2 separate regions of the Mus musculus genome follow, and region 2 is linked to region 1. Evidence: chromatin contacts called from public promoter capture Hi-C data. All regions are on one chromosome and are shown on one strand. The core of a region is the stretch at or near the end of the contact, and the rest is flanking DNA. Distances in the headings are between cores, read along the strand shown. Region 1 holds the start of Boll (boule homolog, RNA binding protein). Region 2 holds the start of BC055402 (cDNA sequence BC055402).

What was found. Promoter capture Hi-C pulls out the DNA fragments that hold promoters and counts their contacts.
Region 2: a contact with region 1 is called in a promoter capture Hi-C map of hippocampal neurons, with 25 times the contacts expected there. The contact joins the promoter of BC055402 here to the promoter of Boll in region 1. A contact is called at or near these places in 10 of 39 promoter capture datasets (the 3T3-L1 cell line, 3T3-L1-derived adipocytes, HPC-7-derived erythroid cells and 5 more) and 2 of 9 other capture datasets (adipose tissue and liver).

Annotation. Positions count from the first base shown.
Region 1 is chr1:55,359,431-55,366,759 of GRCm38.p6, forward strand. Boll (boule homolog, RNA binding protein) reads right to left here and starts at 4,323. Exons shown (of 11, transcript NM_001368767.1): 1 at 3,869-4,323; 2 at 1,186-1,329. The coding sequence starts at 3,889.
Region 2 is chr1:57,211,158-57,218,486 of GRCm38.p6, forward strand. BC055402 (cDNA sequence BC055402) reads right to left here and starts at 3,839. Exons shown (of 7, transcript NR_037990.1): 1 at 3,663-3,839; 2 at 2,556-2,739; 3 at 1,249-1,482.

The sequences.
Region 1 (7,329 bases), core at 3,073-5,572:
GAAACTCAAGAAGAAGGAACCAAAGTGTGGATACTTTGTTCCTTCTTAGAATGGAGAATAAAATACCCATGGAAGGAGTTACAGAGACAAAGTTTGGAGCTGAGACAGAAGGAAGGACCATCCAGAGACTGCCCCACCCGGGGATCCATCCCATATACAACCACCAAACCCAGACATTATTGCATATGCCAGAAAGATTTTGTTGACAGGACTCTGACATAGGTCTCTCTTGTGAGTCTATGCCAATGCCTGGCAAATACAGAAGTGGATGCTCACAGTTATCTATTGGATGGAACACAGGGCCCCTAAAGTAGGAACTAGAGAAAGTACCCAACGAGCTAAAGGGGTCTGCAACCCTATAGGTGGAACAACAATATGAACTAACCAGTATCCCCTAGAGCTGTGTCTCTAGTTGCAAATGTAGCAGAGGATGGCCTAGTCAGCCATCAATGGGAGGAGAGGCCCTTCGTCTTGCGAAGATCATATGCCCCAGTAGAGGGGAATGCCAGGGCCAGGAAGCAGAAGAGTGTGGGTTGGGGAGCAGGGCGGGCAGAGGGTATAGGGGGCTTTGGGGATAGCATTTGAAATGTAAATGAAGAAAATATTTAATTAAAAAAAGGGACTCATAAAAAAAGAATATTTGATTAAAAATATTCCTGTATACCTTCCCTGTATGGAATACTGTGAATCATTTCAAATATGCTTTTCTGAAAGAGTGAAATAGCTGATTAGTTGATTAAGCACACTTTTTTTTTTTAACCGATTCTCTATTTGGACCACAAGGGCTTTTAAATTATCAGATAATAAACCCTATCAAAGAAAGCTATTTGTAAGAAATTGAATTCTAGGACATTAGTTATGAATGCAAGAATAAAGGTTGGGATAAAGATACAGAGTTTTACAAGACTAAAATCTTTAGATTAAGTTTTCATTTAAAAATTGAAATATTTATCCAGTTGATTGGAGTGCTGTATAGGAAAGTAAAACTTAAGTATTAAGTGTTATTTGTATTTAAACCAATGCAATGTGAAACCCATTTTTATATTAACCATTTGTATATTAACCAATGTGCAAATGTAATTTTATAGTTGTATAAGGAAATATTTGCTGAAAAATGAAGTATCCTCCTGCAAAGAGAAGCAGAACACTTTTGTCCCCCACCTTGTTGCACCCACAGATAGATACCTTAAAGTCAATTCCTCCTACAAAGATGCGGTTAGGGATCACAGTTCCGTATCTTGGGCCACTTGTTGGGTTATTCAAAGGCACAGGTGACACAGGATTAGGGGATGGAGATAATGAATCTGTTTGTGTCTGATTTGTTGACTGCTGTAAAATAAAGTCATTTTATGCTTTTAGCACTGGGTATAAGTTTTAATATAGGATCATCAAAGCTGTCATTTAGGCAAAATATGACATATTAGACTTGACTTTATTCTAAAATTACAAAGATTGTAATTTAAAATCTTTAGCGCTTATAGCTTTGGGGAGAAATAAAAATGAAGCACAGTACTTCACTCTACAGAATTGCTTACTATTAAATGTACTACTCAAATGTACTTACATTAATTATGCGATAGGCTATTTGTTAAGGAAGAATACTAAATTCATAAAGAAGTCAAAGAGGGAGAAAAAAAGACTCAGATATCTGGAGAAGCTTTGTCTCAACCATTCTGTCCAGGTGTTAAGTTGGCCTGGCACTCAGTTAGGCAGTGGTGTTCTCTTGTTAACAGAACATCAGCATTAGACAAGGTCACTGTAATTATAATGGAGCAAGATAAAAAAAATTCTTTAATCGTGTCTAAATACCTATAAAAACAAAAGCACTGTCTAAACCACAAGAACTACCAAACATTGCTTAATCCTGGATATTCTGAGCAACTGTTCTCCTTTACCAATCTTACTTTTAAAGCAATAATACACACAACCACAGAAACATTCCCGTTTCCTTACAATACGCATTTCAGGTAAAGCCCTTCTACCTGGAATTCTAAAAGTCTCAAGCCCATTTTGTATAAATTGTGTTCTTAACACCTGAGAGGCCCCATGGTGTACTTTCTTCCTTTGACCAATGACTTCACAGACAACTCAATTACAAATGTGTCTGTGGGCTATAGAATGAGTTCCCAGACAGCCAAGGCTACATAGAGAAACCCTGTCTTGTAAAAAACAAAACAACAAAAAAACCCAAAACAAATTGGTATATATCCATTATGTTTATACTTCTAATTTAGAAGGCTGAACATATCAATATCAGTGCCAATTTATTTCTAGTATAGAATTTGTTAAATAATGATGTCTTCACAAAATTCTGTAAAAACAAAGGAGTTCAATGGAAGTACTAGTTTGTTTTCAAGTTTAAGTAAGAAGACTCCATTTTCCTGTGAGAGGTGGATGAAATCAGTCCCAAGTGAAGAGACCTCAAACACTGAGAAAATGATTTTAAAACAACCAAATCACTTCAGTCCCTGTTTTTAAGGCTCCAGTGTGGATGTTATGGCTTTCTTTCTTATTTTCTAAGATACCACATATATACCTGTAATATATTACTATGCTGTAATATTCATGAAGACAGGATGCTTGCCTATTTTTTTTTTAACTCACTGCGACATGCAAAACAGAAACATCGCATAGCAAGTGTTCAGTGCCTATCTATCTGTTGACTGTATAAACCAGGTTTCAGGAGAGACCTGCTTGGTACTTGGTCAACATTTGGGTAAGGACCGAAGTATCAGTAACATTCTAGAACCCATTTTATGGTTAGAGGCAACAAGGCTCTGACAGAGGTAACATCAAGTTCCTTCGAGGTTAGCACTGAATTTGAGGAGAGGGAACCTCCCACTGTCAACCATTTGAAAGCATGGAGCTAGGAGGCTGCCTGCTCCAGGATCCTTAGTCTGGACCCTCTGCTTCCCCGTAAAGCTCGACCACCAACGAGTTTCTTAAGATGCTCTTCCAAGGTAACATGGCCCTAGTGCCGTCTCCTCTGAGGCTTAACCTCGACCTCGAGATGGATCATCTTTGCAAAGACAAAGGAAGAGGTGGGCTAACCGTCGCAGTCACCGCCTCGGTGCTCCTTCCCCTCGGAGGCCAGCAGGCTGAGGCGATGGGGCAAATGGCCGGATTGACAACGTCCTCGGGTTCTCTCGGGTCATCGTGGACCGGGACACCGACACGAGGGTCTCCCCCCTCCCCACCAAAGTGCGGGAGGGAAAAGAAGGCCAGCCAGCGAGAAATTTTGTCAGGCAAACCCGCCAGCAGCGGTGGCGGGAACCCTCAACGGCACCTACCACGCGCTGGCCGCCTCGTGCAAGGCGGGGCCGCGGCCTTGCGTGGGCGCATGCTGATTGGCTGGCGGCCGGGCACGGGGCGGGGCGCGGCACGTTACCAGGCTGCACTGGGAGGGCGGGGGCGGTGGGGGCCCCTAGGCCCCAGCCGGGCCCAGGCCTGACAGGGCAGCGCGCGTAGCTCAGGCCTTCCCGGGCTCAGGCCTTGCCCCGGGTCGGGGCGTCGACGACGGCCGCGCAACTCGTGCCCGCGAGAACGTGTCCTGAAAAGGGCGAGCCGTCGAGGGCGCCGCCGTCCGGGCGGGAACACTTGAGGGCGGCCGCTCGCTAGGCATGTTTGGCCGATGGCCGTTTCCCCCGAGCTGCCCGTCCGCCCCACCGAGGGCCAGCGCCGCCTCCCCCACCCCCAGCGCCCCTTCTCACACAGCCCGAGGGGCCGCTCTCCTCAGCGGGGCTGCCCGCTGCCCTCCCGCGGCGCGTTCCTTCCCAACCCCACAGCAAGGCTTTCGACTCCAAAGTCCACTCTTTCCAGCCCGTCCGAAGCCGGGCCGCGCAGAGTCCGGCCGGCCCTCAGCACTCACCGCCCGGGACTCGGTCTCCATCTTTCTAATCTCCGGAGTTCGCGGGAAGCTCAAGTTGGAAGGCGCGTTCGCAGGAAGCGAGCCGGCGCGTCTCCCGTCGGGGACTCGCTCCCCCTGGCGGCGACGGCGGCGGCTGCAGTGGCGCAGTCTCCGAGCCGGGCGAGCTGCCCTGTGGGGGCGGGGGAGGCGGGCTGCGCGGCGGCGGTGGCGGTGGCGCTGTGCGCAAGTCCCGGGGCCGCCGGGGCGGCGGCACGGACGGCGCGCACCGCGACTGCCAGCGGCGGCAGGACGGACGGCTGGACGGACGGACGCGAGCACTGCGAGCGGAGGGGAACGCGCCGCGGAAGGCAAGAGCGGCGAGCCTTCCCTGCCCTGGAGGGCCGACCTCTAGGGTCTACTACAGAGAGTGGCCTCTGGGGACTTCCGAAAGCTGGCTCGAAGACAGGAAGACAAGTTCCCACGTGCAAACTCTGCTCCCCCTTCCGGGCGCCACACACAGAAGCAGCGGACGCCTCTGCTCTCAGCACCTGTCGCTGTCGCTGTCACTCATCCCTGCCAGGGAGGGCGGGGCAGCGCAGTTCAGGCCCCTGGTAGGCTAGCTGCCCTGCGCTCCTGGCTAATAATGCATATTTCATCTCAGCACTTGGGAGGCAGAGTAGGAGGATTTCTGAGTTCAGGGTCAGCTTGGTCTATATACCGAGTTCAAGGATAGTTAGTTTAAGGGCTACACAGTGAGACCTTGTCTCCCTCCCTCCCTCCCTCCCTCCCTCCCTCCCTCCCTCCCTCCCTCTCTCCCTCCCACCCCCACTCTCCCATAAAAGAACAAACAAGCAAATAAAATAAAAGTAGGAGAGAGCCTAAGGGAAGGGAACCAGCTTCATTAGACTTGGCCCCATAGCTTTGGGAACTCCGTTCAAAGACTCCTTTGCAAGGACTTTTTAAAAAGTGCCTGAGAGCCTACCTTCTCTCTTAAGTAGTATGTAATTTCTGTTAGATAAATTCATGTAATAAGGACTGTCATTATTATAAGCAACTATCCATCATACACATATCTTGTTTCCGGTGCAGTGCTTTATGGTCATTTCTACTGTAAATAGGTGGCTAAATACTTGGGTCAAAGTCTAAAGCTGTAGCTTTAACCCTAGCGCTCTGCAACCCCGATTCTTCATCTCAATGGGCTGGCTTTTAAGGGCTTTAAGCCATCAGATCAGTATCAGCAACTGTAAAAAGTTACATAACTTGTCCTCAGAGTAAGCAGCAACAATATTAATGTTAATATGTCCAAAGGTTAGTTATCAAGAATAAATATCCAAAAGCTTAGTTATTTACCAAAAATAAGATGGGAAACAATTTTTGTTAATTGTAGAAGCATCCTAGCAGTTGGAATACTTTTCTGCATACAATTTAAACTCATTTTCTCAGGTTTGAGTTTCTGTGGAAAAGGAATAATACACAGATGTGTATTCAGATTTAAGTACATATTCTAGAATTGATTTTTGGGCATTCTATCCCTCCAGTTGTAACTAAGGATTTGATTATTATTTGATTAGTGCTCTTTTCTTCTGAAGTCTTTTTCTTTCCTACTAGAATAGTTACTTTTGAAGGGAGCATCTTCTAAAAAGGCCACTTGTCACAGGAAATACTTGGTCTGACATAATGAACAAACTTGAGGGAACAGTGACTGTGTTAGGGAAGATAGCTACACTCCTCAGTTCAGCTCCTCTTTTACTTCTTATCCAAAAGGAACTTAAAAAATACTTGGCTGAATCACACAAAATTATATTGGATCAACTTAGTAGACAGTACAGTTCTTATGCTCATAATGGGATATGCTGCTGGAAGGCAAAGTTCAGACATTAGTCCTTGTTGCCAAAATATTTAAACTCAACTGGGGTCTCTTCTCCAACTATGATCATTCAGTTCCCAGATAAAAGACGAAAACTCTTTACATTTATGACAAACCTTATATACTAGAGCTGGGCAGTTACTAATACCCTCTACGGTATTAGTATCCACTTCCCTATCAAATATCCCAAGTTATAGCTTGCCATGTTTCATTTGGATAGCTCTTAGCTCCAAATGACCAGCCCTCATGACCATGTTTTCATGATTCACATACCTCATGCTGTCTTATCTCTCTCTCTCCTTCATACTCATATTCCTTCTCCAACCCCAAGCCCAAGAATTGAAACCCCACCTACCTCTCTTCTTCCTATCTATAGGCTGTCAGCATCCTTATTCAGCCAGTAGTTTTAAATCAAAGAGTAAGGCCATAAAGCATCTCTTGTCCCTGAGTCAACCATAGCCGGTATTTAGTATTACAGTACATAGCAACAAACCAAACCTCAACAAGTCCTCAAGACATCTGAATGTTGGAGAAGCCAGGGATGGTTGTGTGTGACTGTATTCCCAATTGCCTGTGAGGCTGAGGCAGGAGGATCACTTGAGCCCACAGTTTGAGACCAGTCTGGGTAACATAAGATATCATCAAAATAAATAAATTAGAAAGGGAGAAAAGACCAATTTGTACAAATGATAATTATACCTAAACATGCTTAAAATAAAATACAAACAAAAGATGTGTGAGCTGTGATGAAAACACTGTGGGAATGTTAATATACATTGAGGGTCTACAGGGCCAGGAATGGCCATAATTAAGGCTGGGAATGCTGTCTTGGCAGGAAATGGGAGGGAAGGGTCTCAGACCTTTCTATGTACCCAATGCTGGGCTAAATACATTCCATTATTATTATTATTATTATTATTATTATTATTATTATTATTATTATTGTCAGACAGAGTTTCACAGTGTTGCTCAGCTTACCTAGAACTATACACTGAACACTGACCTAACTCATGGTCATTCTGCTTCAGCCTTTGATTACTGCATTTAATTACAGGACTGTGCCTACCATACCTCAGTTTTCTATTCAAATCTCATTAAAAAATTTAAAAGTAATTGCATTTATTGTGAGTGTGTGTGCATGTACACAGAAGACAACTACTGGGATTTAGTTCTCCTTTTCCAGGATCAATCTTAAGTTGTCTGGCTTGGTGGCAAGTGCTGTTACCCTCTGAACCATCTTGCCAGCCATTGCTTTGTCTCTGTCTTACTGACTCTCTCCAGTTGAATTTGAGCCTTAGAGAGGTAAAGTGACTCTTGTCACATTGTTAGGAAGGGTTGGATGCAGTTTTCTTTTTTTTTTTTCTTTCCATTTTTTATTAGGTATTTAGCTCATTTACATTTCCAATGCTATACCAAAAGTCCCCCATACCCACCCACCCCCACTCCCCTACCCACCCACTCCCCCTTTTTGGCCCTGGCGTTCCCCTGTTCTGGGGCATATAAAGTTTGTGTGTCCAATGGGCCTCTCTTTCCAGTGATGGCCAACTAGGCCATCTTTTGATACATATGCAGCTAGAGTCAAGAGCTCCGGGGTACTGGTTAGTTCATAATGTTG
Region 2 (7,329 bases), core at 2,589-5,088, 1.9 Mb after region 1:
CAGGTTTTACAGCATGCTGTGGAGGCCTTCTTGCCTCTATTTCCCCACATATCAGTCTACCACTTTGCCTGACAGACTGTCACACCATGGCTGTGCCCGGTTTTATCCTTCCACTCATTCATTCAATGAATATTTATTGGCTTATTATGTGCCAGGCACTGTTCCAGGGAGCTGGGACATTGAAAAAAAAAAAAAGCAAAAGTCTCCATCGTCATAGAAGTTACATTCTAGTATAAGCCCTTATAATTAAATATCTTTTAATCAAGCTGGGTTTCTGTTTATCTCATTGTAACACTGCTCTTTAGATTTTACAGTGTGCTATTTCCTACCCAATGACAGGTTTCCGTTCCAACCACATTCTCATCTTTTCCCCTCATTTTCTTAAATGAATAACATCACCAATACTCCATGTTACCCACAGAAGCTTGCTTGAGAGGAAGAGAGACAACAGGAGCTTCCGTGCCCAGTGGCATCCACACACATCCTATCAAGGCAAAGAGCAAGGGGAGGTTTCCAAGAGTCTGGAAGACAGAGAAGTTACCAGAGAGCAAAGTGCCAAGCGCAAAGGCATCAGATTCTTGGTTTCTACGTAAGCCCTGTATTGGCAGAAAGAACACAAACACAATTCCCCCTTCCTTCTCCTCAGGGACCTCTCTTGGCTGATCTCTTAAAACTCAATCGCGCCTGGTTCAGACCAAAAAAAAAAAAAAAAAAAAAAAAAAAAAACCAGCAAAGGTCATGGCAGTGAAATGCACATTGCATGCTGATCAGGGACCTTGGGTAGGAGTTACAAGCATGAACTCAAAAGCCAGAGCACTAAATTCACCCTGTAATTATTTTATTTTTGTCTATAGAAAGTCTCAATCAAATTTCTATCCCTGGTTCAAAGCAGTGTTTTCTGAAAATGTCTAAAAGCCAACTTGTATTTTTGTCTAAAACATACATAGTAACATAAACAAGTGGGCAGCGGGAATGTGAACTTACAGGGGTGAGAGGCGCATCTGTCAAAGCTAAAAAAAAAAAAAAAAAAAAAAAAACAACCAAACCCGGCAATCACCTTCATCATATTTCCAACTGTGTGTGAAGATAAAACACCTTGTCTTTCTTCTATTAAACCCAGTAGACGACTGTCAGTGTCACAGGTCTAAGTTAAAGCAAGAGAGGGATGCTGGAGCCCAGGGCTCCTCACCCCTCATCTTGCATTCTCTCGAAAGTCTAATGGATCATTTTGTCATCTTGGAAACTCACCCCTTGCAGAGCTATCATGGCGACGGTGGTGGCAGTGGGGGTGGAGGAGGTTTTGAACAGGGTTCATCTCCACTTAGAGAAGCTTCTTCAGATTGGTCTTCCAGCCAAGGAAGGAATCGGCTCTTGGTCTAATCGTGAAGGGCTGAGCTAATCTGAACATCACATCGGGCAAAGCACCTCTGGCTGCTCTCTTGCACAGGTAACGAGAAACATCCACGCCACATTCTTGGAGCCCTGAGAGGAGAGCAGCACCTTGTACCAGGCCAAGCAGCACAAAAACTGGTTTTGTGTGAGAGTTAACATTGTATTTGAAAAAAAAATCACTGGAGTTTATCTACGGAGCACCAAGCTGGTTTTGAAATGTATTGTATTCTTACTGCACAGGGCCCTGGTCCTAATGAAGACCTGCGTGAAGTTCGGAACACTCAAGAATGAGACCGTGGGGGAAAACTCCACAGAGGATTACAAGCAGATATGTGGCAAAGACTGCCAGCACGCATGGTGTCCTATACATGAGCTTTTCCTGAGAAACTCAGACGGGGAGAATCGTCCTAGCTCTATAACTGACAGCAGGAGACTATTTCACAGTTCTGCCAAATTGTGGTGCTCCTCACTGGCCTCCCACTACTTCCCCTGCCTCACAACTCTGGGTTGTAAGTTCAGATTCAGACATTTTCTAGGTTTCTCTATTTTCCTTTTTGGCTGTTATGGACACAAGCAACATCCTGTTTCAAATAAGGATATATATATATATATATATATATATATATATATATATATATATATATATCAAATGATTCTTATAGAACTTATAGAACTTGATGAATTAAGTGTAGACAAATCAGAAACACGTGGATTTAATTCCCCCTCTGTATATGCATGGATTTAAATATTCAAAGGAACTGAGCCTGAGAATATGTCTTTTGAATTCTCCTGGACACAGAATCTTCATTGCAGGCTTGCTTGACATCTTTCCTATACCAGGTCAAATTGCATGGTAAATCCATACACGTGTCTGCCCAGGGGTCACAGAGGGAGGTCACAGAGCTGTCCACGACTCGGCAGCCCGGGTGATAACCGTGCTGTATGGCGTGTGCTGTGAGAGGCCTCAAGGCCTCCAGCTTGCCTGTGTTCACACTCACTGAGGTTTGTTTTTGTTTGGCTTTTCATCTGAGAGAAGAACGTTCTAATGAGTTCCACCACCACACTCCCACCCCCCCTCCCATCATTTCTTCCCATCGCTGAAACCCTCAGGGAGAATCTACTGTGTGTGACAAAGAAATATGTCTTTCCTCTGTGTTCCAGACCTTGGAAACCATCCAAGACCCCCTTTCCCCGGAGGCCAGCTCTCCTCCGTTATGATTTGCATTTCACCGCCATTCACTGAAGCCGGCGAGAAGTTGTCTCGGCAGAATGGTGCGAGCTAAAAGTGGGAATCGAGAAGCCTCCATTTTCCAGCGTGCTCTGAACAACATCTCTGCTGCCAGAAACCTAAAGCCAAATTCAATTTGAAATTTATACAGAAAAGAACATCCACACATTCAAATTCTCCTCCCCTTTCCCAAGACCTCCTCCTGACCTGGGAATGTCTATTTCATGTTTAATTTAATTCTAGATTGCTAATTAATATCTCTACCCCCTCCTGCCCCCACCCTTGCAATTTAATTTCACATTGTCTTCATTTTCTTAAACTCCTCTTCTCCATGAATTTTTAACTTGGAAAACAGAACAAAGCAGCTCTTGAAATGTAAGCAAGAATTTGAAAAAGAAAGAAGAAATTGGGTCAGAAAAAAAAAAACGGTCTTTTTTTTTTTAATTGATTCAGTTTAAACCATCTGAAAGTACTTCAAATATACTTCCCACAAGGAAAGAAAACCTTGTCACCCCTCCTGTATTTGGTCATCCTTATAAAGGCTATTGGAAGCTTGCGTGTAAGAAGGAATATTGAAGTTACTCAAGCAGCTGAGTTAGCACTGCACCCCAGTTCAAACTGATGTTAGCCAGAACTCACTCCCAAATTGAGCATGGGTTTTCCTGAGCTGTTACTGAAGGCTTCCCACAGGGAGACACTGGCACTGCAGAGGGAGCATCAGCTGCTTCCTGCTTCCTCCCCTGCACACCCACCTCTGGGAAATCAGCTGCAGCCTTCTCTCCTCACATCCGTGTCCAAGGAGCCCCAAGGAACAGTTGCTGTCTAAATACTGCCTGGGGAGTGGCACTTTAGCCCAGTGCAACCTTTATGCATCAAGTTCTCTAAACCTTCTCATATTTGCTGAAAGCCTTCATGTGTCCCAACACCAAGGAAAGTGGCTTGAAAGGCCAAAGGCCATGCAGCGTTAAGAGAATTTACCAGACTCCCCCCAGGAGTATGTTGTACCTCGTCTATGGTGGCCATCCTTCAATCCCCAGCTGACCTGGTATTTGGGTGAGCATGAAGGTCGAAAAAAAGGTCTCCTCTCTCTGCTGCTTCCAGAGCCCTCTGGTTTACAGGATAAGATCCAGACGTCTTTGCACAATGGAAAACTTATAAGAGCTGGGACCTGGCAGCCTTTCTCAGCCCTTCATTATCCCTCAGAAGTCACCCAGGTCCTTGTCCACTCAGAGTCTCCCTGGCTATATCAGTCCCTGCTTGTCCCTCCCTTTGAAAGGCTTCCTGGTTAACACTGGCTTCTTCATGAAGACTCAACTCAACTTTTCCTCCTAATTAAAGAGATTCTTTTGTCACGTGAGCCACACTTGGCTCTTCTCATGGTGACCTGATTTTCCTCAGCCAAGGCCTTCCTGCTTCCTGAGAGAAGACCTTACCGTTGTTTTCTCCCTGTAGCAGATGCATACTGGTGACAGATGTGTGTAAAGTACAACAGAGATAAGGGAATTGTGATAGCCAAGTCTAGAGGACCATTTTGCAGAGAGTTTATGACATCTTAGCAATCAACTTAGCCAGTTATCTGCCATCAATACCAGACTGTGGCATATCTGAACCATTATTCTTCCCCTCGGGTTATTTTTACTGAATGCAGAGCTCAGCCCAGCCGTGCCAGATGATTGTAGAACTTTGTAGAAACCAAGGGGCTGCCTTGCCTTCTCCCCAGCATCTGCCTACACCCCATCTCACTCTCATTCCTCATTTAAGAGTTCACAAATTATTCCAGCCAATTTAATAAAAAAAAAAATGTTCTGTGAGGTAAAAGGGTCATGGTGATTAATTTTGCTCTCTTAATGAGGAGAAAATTTCATTTTTTATTGTTAATAACACAATGCCACACTCCAGGTAAATTCTAAAGAAGAGGAGCTCGTGGTTTTTGTTCACAGTTAAGGGGTCACATATACTTAGCAGTGGCCTTCTGCCTGACAGAGTCCAGAAACAACACAGCATCAAAATGGTAAGAGATCTTGCCTAGATGGCTTTCATGGCACACCTACTCCAGAGATAACCCTTAACCCAGTAACCCATTAATCCATCCATGATGACAGAGCCCTAATCAAGACCTGTCTAATCCCACTTCTTAATTTCTCATAATGGAGATTAAGTTTCAACATTACATTTAGAGAGGACAGACCACATTCAAACCATAGCACCATGCAAATGAAACTGGCTGTTTGGTTTAGTCAGGTCATGTCTGAAATAAACTATGCTATTAAAACCAGGTTATACTCCAACCCTTACGGCTAAAATGCTGAGGTTTGCCCCTGTTCACTGTCACTAGACAGTGAAGTGCTTTCTATGAGCTGATTCATTTGATTTTTACCAATTCTGGGTGGCACCTGCTTTTTTGGCCCAAACTTTAGTGTTGAGAAAGCTGGCCACAGACTCCAGCAGACATTGCACACAGCCCACAGGTTTTGTATTTTTTAGGGAAAATGACCATTTCATTGGCCCCAGAGAAGCAGCAACAGAGCCACAAGTAAACGACCCACAATATCTACCTCGTTTCCAATTCAAGCACTCCCTAGATTCTCCAGTTCTTCCCAGATTGGTAACTTCCCCTGGCTAGTCTGTACACCAAAAGTCAGGTGGGAAAAGTCGAATTCCCAGAGTAATTGAAAAGGCCCTGATTGTTGCTCCTTCACTCCCACAAAACTGGCTCTAACCAAACTTTGACTGTCATTACATGGAGAGTGAGAAGTAGGGGTGTTGCAGAATACTTGATCACACAGTGAATCCAAAGATAGTGTTTCTAGCTATGGTGTGGCCCAGCCTTTAGCGCATACCTTTGATCCTGCTAGTTAGAATACAGGCATGCTTCTAGCACACACCTTTAATTCCAAACAACAAACTTGGAAAGTTAGTTTATAGAGGAAGCTCCCATGTTTAAAAGTGATACCTAATTGAGTGGCAGACAAAGTGACAAATCAGAGAAAGATTTGGCAGAATAGGCTATGTCCGATTCTCACGAGAAGAGAGAGAGGAAAGGGGAGCTACTTGAGGGGCAGTGCAGGGAGAGAGAGGAAGAAATTTTACAGGCAGAGTTTTACAGAGACAGGTTAAAGAGAGAACAAGCTATACACCAGTGAAGACAGAAGAGGACAGAGAATGAGCCAGAATATTAGAACAGATTGCTAGATTTAGCATGAGGCCAAGTGGAGCAATTCAGTAGGAACGGAAAGAAGCCAGTTTGAGTCAGTTAGCACAGAGAGAAGTTTCAAGTCAACAGCTGAGTTAACCAGTCAGCCAGAGATGAGAAAGAAAAAGAGAGGGTGAACTTATTCAGCAGTAAGTCTCAGAGCTGAAACCATTCTAGGCCTAAATTACATTGTACCAAGGCTAGAGGCTTCCAGGGCTAGGTCTAGGATGGCAGACAGAGGCAGTACGCCTCCAAGATGACAACTCGAGCAGGAGAATAAAAGTCACAGGTACCTAGGGATGCTGTGCAACATGGAGGACACCAGAATCCAGAGAGAGCTAACGAAATGTCAATCACATCAGCACTGCAGAGGCCAAAGGAGAAGGGGAGGGACCCTGCCAAACTTGATGTGGGTAGATCTCTACAGTCAATGCTGGCCACACATTGCCTTCCCAAAATTCTGAGTCTTGGAATAAAAACAACCACCATATTTGTCTGCAAATATTCTGTTTATCCAAGATTAGGGAGCAAGCTTAGACAAGCTGTCTTTTTCACCTCGACACCCTTTGCCACCCCCTTTTGCCATTCTGTGCAATTACTGTAAGTGCTACCAATCAGCAATGCACATGAAACCAGTGATGGTTCCTCCCTTATAAAGGGCAGGAGGTTTAGGCTTCCCACGCTCATCTCCATGACCCCCACCTGTTTTCCAGAGACACTCAGATGGATCTTTCCCAACTCTCAGGAGCCCTTATAACCTTGAAGGCCCAATGCCACTTCTGTTCCCAGCTCATCCATGTGAAGTGGTTGCCACACTTAACGTCCCTCCGCCTCTCTCTCTCCATCTGCAAAATAGCCCAAATAATGAGAGCCACCTGCTTCCCTCACAGGAGCACAGTGAGAATTAATGGGACTGGGCTGGTGCTGCCAGCTTTCCAAAGAGCTTGGTGTATTTCGAACGAGAGACTCTATGGATAACTAATACGGTTCCCTAATCACGGGACTTTGAAGCTGCCCGTATATTTTCAGAGCCAGGGATACAGGAACATCCGGTTCCCTATTTGTTATTTGAAATGGGGCCCAAAAGAGAAAGGGACAAGACATGACGGAAAGATATGGTCGAAACAACCCTTCTGGTGACCATCCATTCAACATCTGTCTGAGGGGGTGGGTGGGTGATTACAGGGCCTCAGACTGTGGGAGTCCATTATCATTAGCGAGGTATTTCAAGCTGAGTGGACCAAAAGGACAGGTCAGGCCACAGATATTTTTACTGAATGCAGAGCTCAGCCCAGCCCTGCCAGACCATTCCAGAACCCTCTGACTCCTCCCAGCATCTACCCACACCCTGGCCCAACTCTCACTCCTTATTTAAGACTTCACAAATTGTTCCTGCCAGTTTAAGCAAAAAATGTTCTATGAGGTAAAAGGGCCACGGTAATTAATTTTGCTCCCTTGACTGGAAGGTGAAAAGCTTTTTATTATGTAAATTATAAATGTCCTGAAGGGAAACTTT